2 separate regions of the Arachis hypogaea genome follow, and region 2 is linked to region 1. Evidence: chromatin contacts called from public Hi-C data. All regions are on one chromosome and are shown on one strand. The core of a region is the stretch at or near the end of the contact, and the rest is flanking DNA. Distances in the headings are between cores, read along the strand shown. Region 1 holds the start of LOC112769186. Region 2 holds the start of LOC112770965 (co-chaperone protein p23-2).

Region 1 (3,427 bases), core at 748-3,247:
AATTAACCAGATAAGTAGATGATCAAATATTTATTATTGATTTGGTTAATCCAATGAATTTTTTTTTTGTTTCTTGTGACTATCTTAAATTTCATATAATATAAATTTTATACTTATATAAGTTTTGACCTTTAATATTTGGTTTTTTATATTTGACTCGTGTTGTATTTAAATGTGATTATGAGATTTTAATTGGAATTATACTTTTAATTTGTATATATATAAGATTTATATCAGAATATATTTATATTTTTGTATATTTATTTATAATTTGATGTTATTTTATTATAATTCAGTTATTTCAGTTGAACAACGGTTGAACCAGTTGAACTTCTAAACCGATGAACCAGTAGCTCGAGCGGTTTGATGATCGGAAGTGATCTTACTCTGCACTTCCCTTCAACTGCCACCCACGCGGTTCGGTCCGGTCCGGTTTTCACCGAATTTGACCGGTTCTCACTGGTTCATTCCAGATTTGACCGGTTCGTATCGGATCGGTGTGAGGTTCGGTTCACCGGTTTTTCGGTCGAACCGGTCGGTCCGGTCCGATTTTGACAACTATGATTAATGAAGTGTGGAAAGTTGTATTTGTTTGCCTATAAAAGCATGAACGAGATAAAAGAAATATACACTTAGCAATAAAAAGCAAATACTTCCTCTCTCTCTTTCTTATATAAAGCATTTCTTTATTTTCTTTCTTCATATACTATTAATATAATATTAATATATTATCTTTATAGTAGTATAATAGTATTGGTAAATACTAATAATATTATTTTCTATTTATATTTTTATTTTATTACTTCTTCCTTATTTATTTTACAACAAGAAAATTATTAATTCATTTTTTTTCTTGACAAAGAATTATATGATCTATAAGAATTTTGTTTAATCGAATTTCACCTAACCAGCAAGGGAAATTATTTCCCAACGATAAAGTAAAATAAACAATGTACTACTTAATATTAAATTGATATTTCAGCTTAGTTAACGATAGGTATCCGGATTTTGCATTGCTCATTTACAGTGATACTTAATTGTTAATTATTATAGGATAGATCAACAATTTACATGGTGAATTCACTATATTATAAAATAGGAAGCGGTTTTAGTATTTTCTGTAGGGAAGCGGAACTTTGTTGTTCCGTTCAATATAGCCACTAAGATATACTATAAATTATTCATATGGTGGAAATACAAGAACGTCTTTATTGGGTGGAAACAATGAGAAGGAAACTCAAGGATATCACGCAACTGGTTAAAATTTTTTTTAAGTATGTTAATACATTTCTCACAATTTTACACTAAAAACTTCTTTAATATCATCATTATAATATTTATGTCATAATATGTAATTTAAAAACCAAAATTGAAGTAATATAATTTTAAAATTTAACATTTTAAAAAAGAAAGCGGCGAAAAAAATTTGATTATTAGTGAAAAATAAACATCAATCTTAACAGTACCTCACTTGGTTAATATAAATAGCCTGTTAAGTCAGAATAAATCCAAAGAAAATGTCAATTTCAGAAAATATAGTAAGAAATTTTAGTCTTTAATAATTTGGACTTCTTTCGGGTATATAGTAAAAAAATTTAGGCGACAAAAGATATGAAATTATATGCAACTAGATTTAGATCCATGTAAAATTAAAATAAATTAATTTATATATATAAAAAATTATTTAATAAAAAACTTAAAAAATTAATATTAAATTTATGGTAAAGTATACTTTTTGTTTTTAAAGTTTGACAAAAGTTTTAAAAATATCGGTAAGTTTTATTTTGTTTCAAATAATGTTCTGAAAACCGGTTCGATTGGCCGGTCGAACCGGTCGAACCGAAAACCGCTGTTATAATAAATACGATTCGGACAGATAGTAAACCGCCAATTTTAAAAACCGGAGTTGAACCGCCGAACCGGCCGGGAACCGGTCGGTCGAACCGAACCGGGACCTGGCCGGTTTTTTAAATTTAGGCAAAACGCTGCGTTTTGCATGCTGAAAGGGCCAAAACCAAAAGAGAACACTAGTCACCCACTCCTCTCCTCTCGAGCCTCAGCCTCCACTCTCACCTCTCACGTCTCCAGTCTGACTCACCTCGAGCTTCCGGCGCAACTTCCGTCGAGCCACCGCCGCCGTCACAACTTCCGTTGTGCTAACGTCAGCTAGCTCTATTCGCTCGCAGCCACGAAGTCAGCCTTCGAAAATCGCAGCCACCGCAGGGGAGGAGGGAGCCTCTGATGCGTCGCCGCCGTGCCTCCATCGCTGCCAATCCATCACCGCCGCTGCTAGGGTTTGTTGGAGCTGCGCAAAGCCATCGTCGTCGCTGTCACGTGAGGAAGGAAGCGAGAGAGACCGAAGCTGCGAGAGAGACCGCCGCTGCTAGGGTTTGTTGTTCTGATTTCCTCACTATTGTTGCGATCTGCTACTTTCTTTGCAATTGTCTCTAAGCGTACTTGATTTTCTGGATTTAGAGTTATTTTTTATTGAATTTCTGGATTTGAATTTTGAATTCGTGCTTGATCTGCAATTTCTGTTTAATTCTTCTTATTGTTGTTGTGGTTGAAGTTCAAAATTGAAATCTGACTCTTCTTCTTCGTCAATTTCATATTCTGGATTTGTTGATTTGTGAACTGATCTTGTGAAGTTGAATTTGTGATCTGTTGTTGGATTTGTAGCTAAATTGCTTGTTGAATCTGAATTTGCATCGATTTTGGCCTCTCTTTTTTCTTGAATTTCTGTTGATGTTGCTGCGAGTCTTGTTCTGTTGATAGCTGAGATTTGGTTGCCGGTGTTGCCTTAGTCTAGCTTTAATCTCTTCCCACTCAATTTTCCAGCAGCAATTTCGAATGTTTCCAAATTGGCAAATGGATTGAGCGCCTTCCATAACTGAAACCATCTTAGAGCTTTCCCTTTCAAACCTCTTTCCACCTCTATGAATCTCTGCTCCTCAGGTGTCCATCCATAACCATCTTTCCCATTGAATATTGGAAATGTATTTTCAGATTGTTGAGTTATTTGTTTTCCCATGAAAAATGGAAGAAACCTCTCAGCGAGAGCACCAATGTTAGAACTCCTTCTATGAATTAGGGAGAGAAACTCCAAATTGAACCAAGTTCAATATCAATTCATTAATTCCTTTAAGCTTTAATACATTGATAAAAGTCTCTTATCTATATTCTTAAAAGACTAAGTAATTCTATTGGGCATAACTAGTACCCTTCCTAATATTAAATAGTAACATGTAGTGGCCACATGAATATCAGAAGTATGCAAAATCAGCAGAGGATGCTGTTGCTGATGTTCTCAGAACAGGTGTTTTATTTGCCATTTTCATTTCAAGTGGATAAATGGTTAACTGAATTAAATTTTTGTGCTGTTTAATAAGGCAAGGGATTATGAATATAAATGAATGTGATAAAACTG
Region 2 (3,202 bases), core at 567-3,066, 240 kb before region 1:
ATCCAATTACAATAATGGTTCTTGGTTGATACTCTCATCCATACCTAAACATTACCAGCAATCCAATAATGGTTTTTGCCAATTACAATATCACAACAACCCACTCCAACCCAATAATCTCAAGATCATAACAAACAACATCCAAAATTATTCAAAATTATTCACAATTACTCAACAAACAACAAAATTCAGTAGTTCACACTTCACAGCTTAACTAACAATAATTATTCACAATTATTCAACAAAGTTCACAGTTCAGTTCAGTAACTTCAGTTGAATCAGTTCACACTTCACAGTTCACACTTCACAGAGCAATAAAAAATCAATAAATCACATAGTTAATAAAAAAAATTACCTAGAGCTAAAAGCTAGAAGCATCAAACAATTATTCAATAAATCAGTAAATCAGAGACTTCACAGAGCTAGAAGCTTCAGTAAATCAGTAAATCAGTTCACAGTTCAATGACTTCAGAAGTTCACACTTCACAACTTAACTAACAATAATTATTCACAATTATTCAACAAAGTTCACACTTCAGTTTAGTAACTTCAGTTGAATCAGTTCACACTTCACAGAGAAATAAAAAATCAGTAAATCACATAGTTAATAAGAAAATTACCTAGAACTAGAAGCTAGAAGAATCAAACAATTATTCAATAAATCAGTAAAACAGTTCACACTTCAGTGACTTCAGTAGTTCATACTTCACAGCTTAACTAACAATAATTATTCACAATTATTCAACAAAGTTCACAGTTCAATTCAGTAACTTCAGTTGAATCAGTTCACACTTCATAGAGCAATAAAAAATCAGTAAATCACATAGTTAACAAAAAAATTACCCAGAACTAGAAGCTAGAAGAATCAAACAATTATTCAATAAATCCATAAACCAGTTCACACTTCAGTGACTTCAGTAGTTCACACTTCACAGCTTAACTAACAATAATTATTCACAATTATTCAACAAACTTCACAGTTCAGTTCAATAACTTCAGTTGAATCAATTCACACTTCACAGTTCACACTTCATAGAGCAATAAACAATCAGTAAATCACATAGTTAATAAAAAAAATTACCTAGAACTAGAAGCTAAAAGAATCAAACAATTATTCAATAAATCAGTAAATCAAAGACTTCACAGAGCTAGAAGCTTCAGTAAATCAGCAATTCAGTTCACAATTCAGCGACTTCACAGTTCACAGAGCTTCGCAGAATCAAACATTAACAATGGTTCAATCATAGTTAATAAAAATTTACCTAGAAGCTAGAAGAAGCCTTCAACAGAGCATGCAAAAGGGAGATAGAGACACCGAGTGACCAAGACAGTGGTGGAGTACCTTCGAACGGGCTTCGAACTGGGACAGTGGTTGCGGAGAACAGAGATAGTGCCGGCGGCGGCGTGGCTGCGCGACGGAGGAAGGTTGCGATGGCTGCGCGATGGGAGATAGAGACACCGAGTGACCAAGACAGTGGTGGAGTACCTTCGAACGGGCTTCGAACTGGGACAGTGGTTGCGGAGAACAGAGATAGTACCGGCGGCGGCGTGGCTGCGCGACGGAGGAAGGTTGCGATTTCTGCGCAATGGAAGGGAAGGTTGATATCGATGGCTGCTGCGTGATGGAGGGAAGGTGAGCGAGCAGACGGTGGCTGTTGGAAGGAACGACGGCGGCGGCACGAGGCGGTGGCTGGACGGAGGTAAGGGAACGGCCAGGAGCTAGGGCTAAGTGCAGAGGATGGAGATTGAGTGTGAGAGAAGCAGAGGCGTTCTGGAGTGGAATTTAGATCTGGGCATCGATAATGGAGTTAGGGCTAACTGCAGCAGCTGAAACGGCGACGTTTCATTCCCCCATTCAAAAAACCGGCCGGGTCACGGTTCGGTTCGACCGACCGGTTCTCGGCCGGTTCACCGGTTCAATTTCGGTTTTTGAAATTTACAGTTTTAACGTTTGTCCGAGTTGTTTTCTTCAACGGTTCACGGTTCAAGTGGTTCGACCGGCCAGTCCAAACCGGTTTTCAGAACCTTGAGCGAAACAGAGAAAATGGGAGTGGGTGTATTGGAGACAGAGAAAGAAGGAAGAAGTGACAAAAATGGAATATTATTATTATCATAATTCGTTGTGTGTGACGTCAAAAAGCAAGGTCGAGTCGGCTTCGGTTGGACCTTGGTTTCTCTTTCTCTTCGTAACTCGTAAGTCGTAACTCCGTTAGGTAAGCCAGCCAGCCAGGTGCATTATTCAACTTCAGCCAATTTTTATTTGGGTTGCACTTCAAAATCCATTATTAAATATACATAATATATATTTTAGAATAATTATTTAAATCAATCTTTAAAAATTTTAAAATTAAATATTTTAATTTTTTAAAAAAATTAATATACAGATCAATTTTAAGATTTTAAATATACACATAGTCACTCAATAATAATAATCAATAAAATTATTAGAGAATATTCTACAAAAAATTTAAGATTAAAACTATTTGATATTTTTGTATTTATATAATTAAAAGATGTCTTACTTTAAAAAAAAACATGTTTGTATTAAAAAAAATGTTTTAATTTGAATTTCAAAATATCATTATTAACTTAGTTTTGTGCACTTGGAGGATGATACTATCATATTAATACACTCTTTTTATTAGAAACAAGTAAGATGAATAATGATACTTTGAAATTCAAATTAAAATATTTTCTTTTAATACGAACGTAATTTTTAAAGTAGGACATCTTTTGATTATATTAAATACAAAAATATCAAATAATTTTAATCTTAAATTTTTTGTAGAATAATCTCTAATAATTTTATTAAATATTATTATTATTATTATTATTATTATTATTATTATTATTATTGAGTGATTATATATATATATATATATATATATATATATATTAGAAATACATACATAAGAATCTAATAAATAAATTTATTATTATTTTTGTCCAAAAAATACAAAAAACTTATGGTACAGTATTATTGTATAATTAATAAGAATAATAATTTTATTTTATTTTGGATGAAGGACTATTATGTCTACGAAGAAAAACGTTAGGGATTAATCTGTATATTAATTTTTTTGGGGACTAAAATGTCTGTTTTAAAATTTTTTGGGACTGATTTGGATAATTACTCTACCGAAAAATGAATTAGAGACTGATTTGTTTGCCAGAGTAAAACTTTGGGGATTGATCTGTGTAT

Evidence for each region. A called contact is a pair of places that touch in the nucleus more often than the background predicts.
Region 2: a contact with region 1 is called in a Hi-C map of leaf, with 4 times the contacts expected there. The contact joins the promoter of LOC112770965 here to the promoter of LOC112769186 in region 1. A contact is called at or near these places in 2 of 8 Hi-C or Micro-C datasets (both in leaf).

The regions. Positions count from the first base shown.
Region 1 is chr18:12,364,018-12,367,444 of arahy.Tifrunner.gnm2.J5K5, reverse strand. It overlaps LOC112769186, which reads left to right and starts at 1,997. Exons shown (of 9, transcript XM_072223984.1): 1 at 1,997-2,388.
Region 2 is chr18:12,608,507-12,611,708 of arahy.Tifrunner.gnm2.J5K5, reverse strand. LOC112770965 (co-chaperone protein p23-2) reads right to left here and starts at 1,816. Exons shown (of 8, transcript XR_011876020.1): 1 at 1,263-1,816.